Regions from separate parts of the Sus scrofa genome. Here region 1 is linked to region 2. Evidence: chromatin contacts called from public Hi-C data. All regions are on one chromosome and are shown on one strand. Each heading gives the region's core, a stretch centred on a gene start, on an enhancer-like site or on the middle of the called end of the contact. The rest is flanking DNA. Distances are from core to core; before and after follow the strand shown.

What was found. A called contact is a pair of places that touch in the nucleus more often than the background predicts.
Region 1: a contact with region 2 is called in a Hi-C map of skeletal muscle, with 3 times the contacts expected there. The contact joins the promoter of WNT10B here to the promoter of FKBP11 in region 2. A contact is called at or near these places in 2 of 5 promoter capture datasets (fetal liver and liver), 16 of 47 Hi-C or Micro-C datasets (adipose tissue, alveolar macrophages, blood and 9 more) and 2 of 2 datasets of contacts at active chromatin or transcription factors (alveolar macrophages and skeletal muscle).

What each region holds. Positions count from the first base shown.
Region 1 is chr5:14,999,254-15,005,117 of Sscrofa11.1, forward strand. It overlaps WNT10B (Wnt family member 10B), which reads right to left and starts at 3,190. Exons shown (of 4, transcript NM_001287016.1): 1 at 2,977-3,190; 2 at 2,589-2,851; 3 at 493-866. The coding sequence starts at 3,050.
Region 2 is chr5:14,961,447-14,967,789 of Sscrofa11.1, forward strand. It overlaps FKBP11 (peptidyl-prolyl cis-trans isomerase FKBP11), which reads right to left and starts at 2,785. Exons shown (of 6, transcript XM_003126097.4): 1 at 1,882-2,785; 2 at 1,640-1,705; 3 at 1,168-1,255; 4 at 838-871; 5 at 408-478. The coding sequence starts at 2,010.

The DNA of each region.
Region 1 (5,864 bases), core at 1,940-4,439, 38 kb after region 2:
TCCCGAGTCGCTATGGCTGTGGCATAGGCCAGCGGCTACAGCTCCAATTCCACCCCTAGCCTGGGAACCTCCACATGCCGCAGGTACACCCCTAAAAAATAAAAAAATAAATTAAACGGAAAAAAAAAAGCTGCCACGTAATGAAAACCTGCCAAGGACTAGGCACTATGCCGGGTGCTCTATTTGCTGGCACACCCATTTTATTTATGTATTATTTACTTATTTATTTATGATAAGTAGATTTACTGAGAGATTGACAAAGTGTGGGCCGTCTCAGAAGACCTAGCTCATTCTTAACGACATTGTAAAGTAGGTATCATTAAACTTTTCACAGATGCAAAACTGAGGTTAAGTGACTTGCTCTGCTCCAGGCCACCGAGCTGGTGAGTGACAATCACCCACCCCATCTCATCCTTTTACTCTGCTGTGCCTCCCCAAATCTGGCCAGGCCTCAAAAGCTAGGGGGACCCAGGACAAGTCACACACACATACCTGACGCCCCACCCTGTTGTTGTGGATTCGCATTCGTGCCTGGATGTCCCGGGGAGCTTCCCTGGAATCCAAGAAATCCCGAGAGAACTTCTCTCCAAAGTCCATGTCATGGTTACAGCCACCCCATTCCCACGTGTCCTGGGGGCCGGGGCTGGGGCTTGAGCCAGGGCCTGGGCTGGGCAGGGAGTGGGGAAAACTCTTGCCTCGGGACAGTGCCTGCAGCTGTAGCAGTTTGGCCCTCAGCCGATCCTGCTCACCACTGCCCTTCCAGCCGCAGCCGCAGCTCACCAGCTTGCCCAGGCTGCAGGCGGTGGCTACCGCGTGCATGACCCCAGCAGCCAGCATGGAGAAGGAAAAAGCGCTCTCTCGGAAACCTGGGGATGAAAAGGAGGTGATGGTAGGGGAACGCCCTGGAGCCTGGACAGTAAGGAGGTCAAAAGTATTATACAGCCACCCTCCAATTCCAGAAAAGCCTGACTCCCGACCCTGCTGAGTACTTCGGGAGCAAGTTAAAGGAGAAGAAAGGGAACCAAATGCACAGAGCCTCAGTTTCCTCATCTAGGAAGGGAGCGATGGGCTGAGATGATCCCTCTTTAAGTCTGGGATTTCCAGATGTAGATAAAAGAGCTAGTCTAGAGGAAAAGACCCCTGGGGTTGGGAGATGACTAAGAGAGAGAGTCCCTGAGGTCTTTGAAGATGTGTTCACTGAGTTCTACATCTGAAAGCTTTAGAAATCCCCCAGCTCTGCAGGTGGGGTGGAAGCAGAGGCCTTTGGTTTTGCGTTTTGTCTTGTTTTGTTTTGTTGTAATTCAAGATTATTTTAATCAGTCTTTTAACCCACCTACCCAACATCCCAAAAGCGCTGGAGCTGTGCTTCCTCTTTCCAGTTTCTGGTTTTATATTTGCCCGTTACGACTGCCCTTCATGTTTATCCTAACCTGCTATTACTCTATAAAACGCTGGGAGGGAGAGAGAGGTGCGGGTGATTCTCCCTAAGGCCCTCTTAAAATGTTGGCTTCTTTGTTTTGCTTTGGGGGTCACAGAGGCTCAGGATGACAAGTCTTTCCCAGGCTTAGATAGTCATGCTTCTCATTTGGGCATCAAAGCCTTCCCCTACACCAGGCCCTCTGGAGAAGGGGGGCGGTGTCGCTCACTTCCTTTTAGGCAGGGGCTTTCTGGAGCCCTGAGAGGACGAGAGACAGCACCTCCTGAGGGGCCAGGCCTCTCCCATCCCAGGATGCAGGGCTCCTGGCCCAGCCTCCTGATCCCCCAACCCCAGCCCTCCAGGGGTGAAGCTGTTTGCACAAGTCTTGGGAATTCCCCCGCAGATGGCAGCTGCCTATTAACCCCGTAGTCCCCAAAGTATTGCCCCCACCTTTGAGCTGAGCCTGAGATGGGTGTTTATGCCTCTTGGGAGTAAACACAGGCATGGCCTACCAAGAGACAGGGACGCCTCCTAGACCCGGCCCCCAGACAAGCCTCCCCTCCCGGATCCGCAGTGACCTGTTCTCCACCCTTCCAGCCCTTCCTCACCTGCTCAGGTGAGAGCCACCTGGGGCCCCCACAGCACAGAGGAGGGGGATGCTCCCCGGCTTCAAAGCCATCAGGGTCTTTGTTCCCAGCTTCTGCTCCTGGGAACCCCAGTAATTAGGCGAGTAGGTTTAACCCTTAAACGGTTGGGGGCGTCACCCCACCCCCGCTGAGGCTCTGGGGACACCAGCCTGGGCTTGTTCCTTGGAGAGGGAGGGGCAGAAAATTGGGGGAGGGAAGGGGGGCATCTGAAGCTTCCAGGGCTGGGGGCATCTCTTGCTCACAGGTGTAGCCCAGATCGAGCCGAGCCGGGCTGAGGCAGGAAAGGGGGGCCCTGGGGTAGGGGAGCGGGGACTCGGCTGCCTTGCCGGCAGCGCGCAGGTGGAAGGCAGAAGCGCTGGGGCCCCAGACGGGCGGCCAGACCCAGCTCCGCGCGGCTGCGGGGGGAATTCCCGGAGATGCCCCTCCCGGAGTCGCGAGCTCGTCCCTTCCCGCCTCCGCTCGCCTCGGCCTGCCCCCCGCCCCCCAGCCCCGGCGGCGGCGCGGACCCGCCCGCTCAGGCTCACCGCGCTTGAGGATGGCGCTGTGGTGCGGCAGGCGGCCGCCGCCCTCGAGCGCGGAGCAGTTCCAGCGCTGGTCGCGCAGCTGGTGCTGACACTCGTGGACGGCGATGTGCAGGCCCTGAAGCGCAGACGCCGTCACGTCGGGGCTGCGCAGGCACAGGCCTAACTGCCGCTTGCTCAGGCCCGACAGCGTCAAGCAGACGGTGTTGGCGGTCAGCGGCGGCTCGCCGGGCAGCTTCAGGCCCAGAATCTCATTGCTTAGGGCCCTGGGGACGGACGGAGAAGTCATTTCAGGGTCTGGGGTCCAGGCCTCGCGCCCTCTCTGACTCCTCCCGCCCCGACTCTAGCTCTGGGCTTCCTCTCGTGGGCCGGGACACGTGGAACTGCTCACCGACTGCACAACGCCAGGAACAGGAGACCCGCGAGGCCCGAGGGCGGAGGCCGCGGCCCGGGCTCCTTCCGCATGTCGAATCCCGGGCCCGAAGGCCCCGGTTGGGCAGATCGATCAGGGCCTGCGGAACAGGGAGACAAGGAGGGCTCCGGAATAGGGTGGCTTGCATGGGCAACTGAAGGATGCCCAACTTCGGGCTCCTCACTCACCAGGGCCACCCCACCGACCCTTCTCATCCCCACCCCAAGCAAAACAATAAGGATCACCTCTTGATTCCAGAGCACCTGGGCCCTGGAGGAAGAGTCCCGGCCCAGAAGCTGGGACTTATGCCAGTGCCCTGGAGCCTGACCCAGCCAGACACAATGCCAGGCACAGACGCACACTCACCTGCAAAGAGATGCATAGACTCATCAACAGCTCTCCATTACCTTGCCCACCATTCCCTTTCCAAGGGTCCTAAGACTGGCCTCCCCCGGCCCAACACAGCTTCACGAGATCACAGGGCTAAGGGGCAGCATTGGGAGGGGGTCCAGCACCCATAGCCGGTAGGGTGGGGGAGGGTTGCCTCCAGCTGCCCTCCAGGGCCAGCGGCTTCTCTGAAAAGGGAGGAGGTATGGGCTCCCCACCCTGCTCTGCCCTCTTCCATCCCAGCAGGAAGTGAGGGGAAGCTCCAGGTGTGACAAAGGCAGGAAGGGGAGCTAGCTCCCTCCTGAAAGGGACTGTGGCACAAGATGAGTCCCTTTCTTGTCCGCTACCTTTCCTAACTACATGTCTCCCTCCTCCTAGCATAGCCCATCTGGTCCCGACCAGGTTCCCAGTCTCAGTGCCCAGTCCTTTGCTCTCAGTTCAGGGCCCTCCAAATCTGGGGCCACTCCTTTATTTGCTGTGTCCTTCTCTCTGGCAATATCCCTGGTTCTCTCTGCATCTCTGTGCCCCTGTGGGCGGATGCGTGTCTATCTGTCTGACTACCAGTGTGCCTGTCTCGTCCCCGTGCAGCGCCTCCCTGCCTTCCTTGCTCTCCCGGTTCCGATTACCTCCAGCTGCTCTGGCGCGGACTCCGCCACCGGCGCGGTTGGGTCGCCTGGGATCAGGCTGTTCAAACAGTGGGGAGACTGCGTCGGGTTCTGCCCCCTCGGCAGAGCCGCATTCTTCCAGGGCAGGGCCACTCCTCTTCGCCGCTTCCCCAGCGCCGCCGCGGCCGCCGGGAGGAAGGGAGGGAGGAAGGGACGGAGTGATCGAGAAAGCTAGCGAGCGGGCAGGCAAAGAACCGGGGGCTCCGGCTCTACCCGTGCCGAGCTCACCGGCGGCTCTGCCGCGGCTGACAGAGCTGCGGCCCCTCCCCGAGCCCGGGGCATCCCCACCCCCTCGCCTCGCACTTCCCCCCTCCTTGACCCGGGGAGCCCAGCCGCTCCCCCTCCCAGCGTACACACACACCCTCTCCCCCGACGCCTGGGTTCAGGCTTGGCCCCACTCAAGGGGGAGGTGGCCGGCGTTCCACTCACCTGCTCTGGGGTCCCCAAGGCTGCAAGGAGGAGGGTGCAGTGACCCAGACTGGGGAGCCAGGACCCTGGTCCCAAGTGGTCATTTCTCCTGGCTGCAGTTTCCCCACTGATAGCTGGATGGCTGGAAGGTGCCTTCGACAAGATGAAGATGGAGCTGAGAACGGACTTCCGATGCTGGACAGTCAGGCGTAGAGAGCCCTCCGGGAGAGCGCACTGCAGGGCAATGGGAGCCGGCAGGAGTAGCGCCCTTCTGGGTGGTTTGGCTTCCGCCCACTTCCGAACTCTATGCCTGCCCCTTGGGAGGGGTCAGCTCTGGTCTCAGAGTTTGGCCCTGGCAGAAGCTCGGGTAGCCCCAGGGATTTTCAGCCTGCCCTTACGCTTCCCTTGGCTTACAGGCATCCTTGCCAGCAGAGGTCTCCTGCCCTTCTGAGGATCCTGGGTCTGCACTCTGGGTGGCCCATATTGCGGCTCCTGACTCGAAGACTTGCTTCACCTGGAATGAGGAGGGCCTTGGGCACCCGAACTGAGCCCAGCTGCAGGACAGCCCGGGAAAGAGGCTGATCTTGAGTTGTGCAGACAGAGGCAAACCACCTTAGGGAGCTCCAGTGGCAGCGAAGGGGTTAGGCGCCACTGCACTCCTGCCTGACTCACCCTCCCAGCTCTAACCACTGTGGGCTATTTTTGCCAGAGAGGGGCCCCAGGCTTCCCAGCCGCCCCCCCCCCGCCCCTGCCAGACCGCAACCCAAGGCACGACTGGCCCCGCGCGCCCAAGGCTGGCACGTTGACTCAGAGACAGGCCCCCCAGGGAAGCAGAGCCACGGCGCTGAAACCCACAGCCACAGTCATCTCTTCCTTGGTAATGGCCATGCAGCTCTGCTGGGCAGCCGGCCTCCCGCGTGTGTGGCTGCAGGTCCTGCCCCGTGCTGCAGGGGGCACTGCAGTCTAGAGGGCAAAGCCATCTGAGAGAGATTAGTAACTTTCATCTGTTTATTTGAAAGGGATATTTATCCATCGCCTTAATGTGCCAGCCTCAAGCAGGCTGGGGAGGTGATAGGGCCATGGCTCCTGACACTGGACAGCTTCCCCACATCTAGGGGAGAGAGGAGTGGAAGAAGGAATCCTAAAGCTCCTGTCCTTCCTTCCTGTTTTGGGACCCAGAAGCAGACCAAGTGTGGCTTTTGAGGCCACCAGGATCTGCACCCAATCTCAGTAGCTTTTGTCCTGACACCTGGATTCAGAGATTCTCACCAGTGTCCTTGTCCTTCTCCCTGCATATCAGCCTGGGACTTTTCATAGGTCCCTGGAGGAGGGGGAAGAGGTTTCCTAGGCCCCTCTTCTCCCACGGGGCCCTCTTGGACATGTGTACTTCCTCATGTGTCTTCGAGG
Region 2 (6,343 bases), core at 1,535-4,034:
CTGGCAGCAGGCGGCTCAAGCAGGTGTCTCCTCCCTAAAAGTGGCTCAAGCAGGTGTCTCCTCCCTAAAAGTCACTGGTTGCCAAAGGGCAAGCCAGGTGGCTTTAACAGGTATGTCTCTAGTCCCTGCCAGTGATCTGAGGAAGAAAAGGCTGGGCCTGCCGAAGGAAGCCTCAGCCACTCTGGTGCCTTTCAGCAAGCTGGGTTTAGACCTTCTCAAGCTCCAGACAAAGTGCATAAGGTATAGCTTTACACCTGCAGCTAGCCTAAGTTCCAGGGCAGGGATCAAACCCGCATCACAGCAGCAACCTGAGCCACAGCAGTGACAACACCAGGTTTTTAACCCGCTGAGCCACCAGGCAACTCTGGGACTAGGTATTTTGCCTCAGAGAGGCCTGGTCAGATTACCTGGGATAGATGGCGGGAATCCCCGTTTGCCATAGGCCAGATGAGAAGGGATGATTACCCTTCGCTTCTCTCTGAGGGAAGGAACGTGAGTCATAGGTAGCGTGGGAACAGGTGGGACCAGCTGCCTCAACCCATCTGAAGCCCCACCAGCAAAACCCTGTGGATAGTCACACCCAAACATGGACTTCCCCACCTGAGCACCAAACAGGCTGACCGGCTCAGGTGTCCATCCCCCCAGATGCCTCAAATCTATCAACAAAACCCACAGCCAGAAGGCCTGAGGCTTTCTTTATCCAAAGCCTCGAAGCCCAATGACCTGGACCTGCCCAGGATGAAGCCCATTCTCCTGCCTCCTCTGGGAGCAGGGATAGCAGAGGCAGCCTCCACCCATGCAGAGGGTACCCAAGCCCACCCCTGCCCAGATACTCACCCCACACACATGTCTAGAAGGCTCTGCTCCAGACCTTGAGGAAGAAGACACAACTGAACAGGAAACTACCTAAATTCCCCAAATCCCAGGAAAGGATGACCAAAGGCTCCCCCTGATTCTCTACTGAGCGCCCCACTTCTCAGATCTCCGGCTTCCAGTGTGGTATGGGGCAAGAGGAGTACTAGAAGTGGGGTTTGAATCTCAGGAGGTGGCTAGTGGAGCCCTGGGGTCTTATTCCAGGGGGCCTTTGCAAGGTGTTTGACCGGGTTGAAGAAGCTAAGACAGGACTCAGGCTGGAAAGAAGTGGGATAGGAGGTACATCTCACATACCTGGTATCACCTGCTTTTGACCAAGTTCTATAACCAGAGGGTCTCTGCTCAGAGAAGTGTCAAAGATGCGGCCATCTACCAAGCTGCCCTGGTGGGGGGGGAGAGCGCACACCTAGTACCTCCCCCTCCCGCTCCCAGCAGGGCACACACACAACAGGGCGGCAACCCCCCACCCCTGCAGCAGCAGCCGAGCATTCCCCTCCGGCAGAACGGAACAGGAAGACCCAAAAGGGCTGGCACTTCTCGGAGATCTCTCCACCCTTCATTTCTCAGGGCTGGGAAGGAACTGGCGTAAAAGCAGGAAGGGGAAAAGGTTAGGGAACAGGAGCGCCCCTCCCCCGCCCGCCACGTGCTGCAGGACCCCAGAGCCTGAGTTACTCCTGAACCGCTTGCCACGTGTCCAAGCCAACGCTGACGTGTTTCACCAGGGCGCCGCCCCCCAAGGCCCCGCCCCGGCCCCCAGGCCCCTCACCGAGTAGTGTATGTGCAGCGTGTCTCCAAAGGCAGCCGGCTCAGCACACGGTTCAGGGGGCTCCACCTGTGACCGCACTACAGGAGTCACGGAGGCTCCTCCAAAGAGCCCATTCTTGCCCCTGGACTCAGTAGCCGCCGTCAGTCCCCGCACTTCCCCGCCTCCCCGCTCCCAGGCTGGTTTAGACCTCGGAGTTCCCCCACGAAGCCCGACCTCCGCGGCACCCGGGACTAACTCCTCACCAGGGTCTCCACTTGCAGGGTCCGGACGGGACTTTCGGTTTCGAACCCAGCCTCAGCCCGGCACATCGCCCCACTGAGCAGCAGCAGCAGCAGCAGCCGGAGGGGCAGAAATGAGGGGCGCAGGGTCATGACTAGATGGGGACAGGGCACGGGGCACCGAGGACAGGTTGGTGGTGGCAGCGGCGAGGGCGGCAGTTCCTCCGGCGCCCAGGCCAGACTGGACGGGGGACGGGGCGGGTCGCGACGCGCCAGCTCCTCCTCCTGCAGCCCTTCCTCCACCTTGTCCCCACCTCCTGGGGGGAGGAGGCCGCGGGAGCTCCCTCTGCGCTCTAAGATCAGGAGGTTGCAGATTCTAACCTGTCCGTTAGCCGTTTGGTCTCAAAGTGAGGGGCTTGGGTCACATAATTAAGACCCATTTACGATTACCTATCGTGTTCCAAACGCTTGTCTGTAAGCCTCTAAACCATCTAGAAAGGTAGGCCTAATTGTTTCCATGTTAAAGATGAGGAACTGGGTGTTCAGGTTAAGTAACTTGCCCAAGGTCATCTAGCTAAGTGATTAACAGCAGACAAAATTCAAACCACAGGATCCTCGAGTCCAGCATGTTTGCCCTCTGTCCTTTCCTATTAAAGATGTATGTCTCCTCACACCTACCCTGGCAGGAGTGGCTGGCCCAGGCCACCCCAGTAGGTGTCAAAAGTAGCAGCTCTCTCCCACATCCAGCCCTTTGGCTTGATTTTTTGGAGGTCAGATAAGGCAGGTAGCTGTCCCATCACCTTCTCCCACAAGAAGGGAACTGAAGAGAGGACAGGGCTATTATAGTGGAAGGATGGGGTCAGCTCCTATCTTTTCCTCCAAGGTTTCCAGTTCCTTCCTCTTTTCTTTTTCTTTTCTCTTTTCTTTCTTTTTTGTCCTTTTAGGGCCACACCCTCAGCATATGGAGGTTCCCAGGCTAGGGGTCAAATTGGAGCTGTAGCCACTGGCCTATGCCACAGCAATGCCAGATCCAAGCCGTGTCTGTGACCTACACCACAGCTCACAGCAACGCTGGATCCTTATCCCACTGAGCGAGGCCAGGGATCAAAGCTGTGTCCTCAGGATGCCAGTCAGATTCATTCCCACTGAGCCACGACGGGAACTCCTCCTTCCTCCTTTCATCAACAAACTTGTTAAGAGGGCAGTACAGCACGTTAGCATATGTCCAAGGACTTCAGTTTTTAGTTTTTCTTTTGTAGCTGTACCCACAGCATATGGAAGTTCACAAGCCAGGGATCAAATCCAAGCTGCAGCGGCCACCTACGCCACAGCTGTGGCAACACCAGATCCTTAACTCACTGCATCAGGTGGGGGATCGAACCTGTGCTGCCAAAGAGACACCAGATCCTTAACATGCTGTGCCACAGAGGAACTCCCAGTCTTTAGTTATTTATTTAGTCTTTTTAGGGCCGCACCCACAGCAAATGGAGGTTCCCAGGCTAGGGGTTGAATCGGAGCTGCAGCTGCCAGCCTACACCACAGCCACAACCACAGCAACTCAGGATCCAAGCCGCATCTGCGACCTACACCATAGCTCATGGCAATGCCAGATCCCTGACCCACTAAGCAAGGCCATGGACTGAACCCACATCCTCATGGATACTAGTCGGATTTGTTTCCACTGAGCCACAACAGGAACTCCCCTCAGTTTTTATTTATTTTTATTTTTGGCCATGCCCGTGGCATGCGGAAGTTCCCAGGCCAGGGACTGAGCCTGTGCCACAGCAGTAACCAGAGACACAGCAGTGACAACACTGGATCCTTAACCTGCTGAACCACCAGGTAACTCCAGACTTCGGTTTTTGAAAGGGTGACCCTGCAGTTCCCGTCATGGCACAGTGGTTAGCAAATCCAACTAGGAACAGTGAGGTTGTGGGTTCGATCCCTGGCCTTGCTCTGTGGGTCAAGGATCTGGCGTTGCTGTGAGCTATGGTATAGGTCGCAGACGCAGCTCAGATCCCACTTTGCTGTGGCTGTGGCATAGGCCGGCAGCAACAGCTCCAATTAGACCCCTAGCCTGGGAACCTCCATGTGCTGCAGGAGCGGCCCTAGAAAAGACTAAATAAATAAATAGATAAATAAATAAATAAATAAAAGGGTGACCCTAGCAGTCCCCTTCTGCAGGATTTAAGCCACTCAGACATCTGGACGCCGCTTCAAGTCAGTAAAGAGCTCACGGTCACCATGTTTGGGGTTACTTTTTAGTCTTTGTCCTTGTTAGCATCTCTCTGGTCTGTGAAGCCATTGAGCTCTGACTGCCCTCCTGAACTCTAGACATAAGTGTGTACTGGGAGCTCCAGCTGGGTGTTTGACTAGCACCTCAAATCAACACACATAACACTGTACTCAGTCCTCTCTTTCCTCCCATCCCACCTGCAACAATCAACTTCAATCCCAGGGTCCTGCTTCTGTTTGAGGCTCCTTTATCATCACTCTCTCTGACTCATTTCTCCCACACCTCCTTTGGATTCTCCCTCCACAGTCTCTCCAGCTTTCTTTCCATTCTCATGGCTACCACCCAGATTAAGCCTTCATTATTTCTCTCTTCTTGGTTGTTTTTTTAAGGGGAAAAAAAAAAACCCTCAGCAGGAAGGAATTTCTGGGGGTAATGGAATGCTCTATACCTTCATAGGGATGTGGGTTACATGCCTGACAGAACTTATCAGACTGTGTAAGGCTGTGTATGCAAACTGTACTTCAAAAAAAATTGGGGGGGGGGCCGTGCCCACGGCACATGGAAGTTCCTGGGCCAGGGATCAAACCTGTGCCACAGCAGCGACCCAAGCTGCTACAGTGACAACACCAGACCTTTCACCTAGTACACAAGAGAACTTCTTAAATTTTTTTTAAGGGGAAAAAAAAATCAAACACAAAACTATATTTCCAGGTGAAAGTTGGATAAGGCCACAGGACTAAATTCTGGCCAATAAGGCATAAACCAAAGTATTAGAAATATTGTCCTGGACTTCCAGGGAGGCTGCTTAAAGGGAGCTGATTTAGCTAAGAAGTGGGTCACAATGCTCCACTTCCTCCCCCCAGTCTCCTTCCCTTCTTTCTGCTGTCTGGAATGTAGATGAGATGAATTACACTCTGGCAGCCATATCAGACCATGAGGTGACCATAAGGATGTAAGCTACATACTTATATGGTGAACAAAAAAAAAAGTCATCAGGGAGTTCCTGTCGTGGCGCAGTGGTTAACGAATCCGACTAGGAACCATGAGGTTGCGGGTTCGATCCCTGGCCTTGCTCAGTGGGTTAACGATCCGGTGTTGCCGTGAGCTGTGGTGTAGGTCAGCTACAGCTCCGATTAGACCCTAGCCTGGGAACCTCCCATATGCCGCAGGAGCAGCCCAAGAAATGGCAAAAAGACAAAAAAAAAAAAGGTCATCAGAGGCTGATTAAATGTAGAGCCTACAGAGCCACCGTACCATTCCTGGATCGCCTACCACCGGACACCCTTATTTATTTTTTTAGGGCTACACCCCGGGAATACGGAGGTTCCCAGGCTAAAGGTCAAATCAGAGTTACAGCTGCTGGCCTACACCACAGCCACAGCCACTTAGGATCTGAGCTGTGTCTGTGACCTACACCACAGCTCACAGCAATGCCAGATCCTTAACCCACTGAGCAAGGCCAGGGATTGAACTCAAGTCCTCATGGATGCTAGTCGGATTTGTTACCACTGAGCCATGTCAGGGCTCCCACCAGACAACTTTTAACTGAGTAGAAATGAACTTCTATCTTGTTAAAACAAACAAAAAAAGGAGTAATAAGCCACTCAGCCTCAGCCTCTCCCTACGTTAGACCATTCTGTATACTGCTGCTATCTGCTCAGCTTCAGTCACATTATCTACCTACTAAAAAGCCTACCATGGCCAGTGAATTAACTTCAGACTACCTGATATGCCAAAGGAAAACTTTAATTTGCTCTTTATCTGCCTTTCCACACTTGGCTTTGATTCCATTAAAATGAAAGCCTCTTAGGAGCTGCCCAGTGGCTCAGTGGGGTAAGAATCTGGCATTGTCACTGCTGTGGTTAGGGTCACTGCTATGGCATGGGGTTGGGTTTGATCCCTAGCCTGGGAATTTCTGCATTCCATGGGCACAACCCCCCCCCAAGAAAGCCCCAAGAACCTCATCTTTCTCATTTCTATATTCTCATTGACTAATATGGTGTCTGACACACAGATGCTCGATAAATATTTATAAATTGAATCATATCTCCTTCCTGCTTATGTCATCAGATGAACCTGCATCATGTGTTTCACCTCTGTGCAGCTCATGGCTCTTCCTTCACTTGTCAAGCTCCCTCCCAACCAAGTTCAAAGATCACCTCCTTTGTGAAGCCCTGATCCCCTTCGCTGGAAGTGACTTCTCGCATTTCTGAACTCAGGCAAACACTTGGGGACTTTACTGTACTTTCC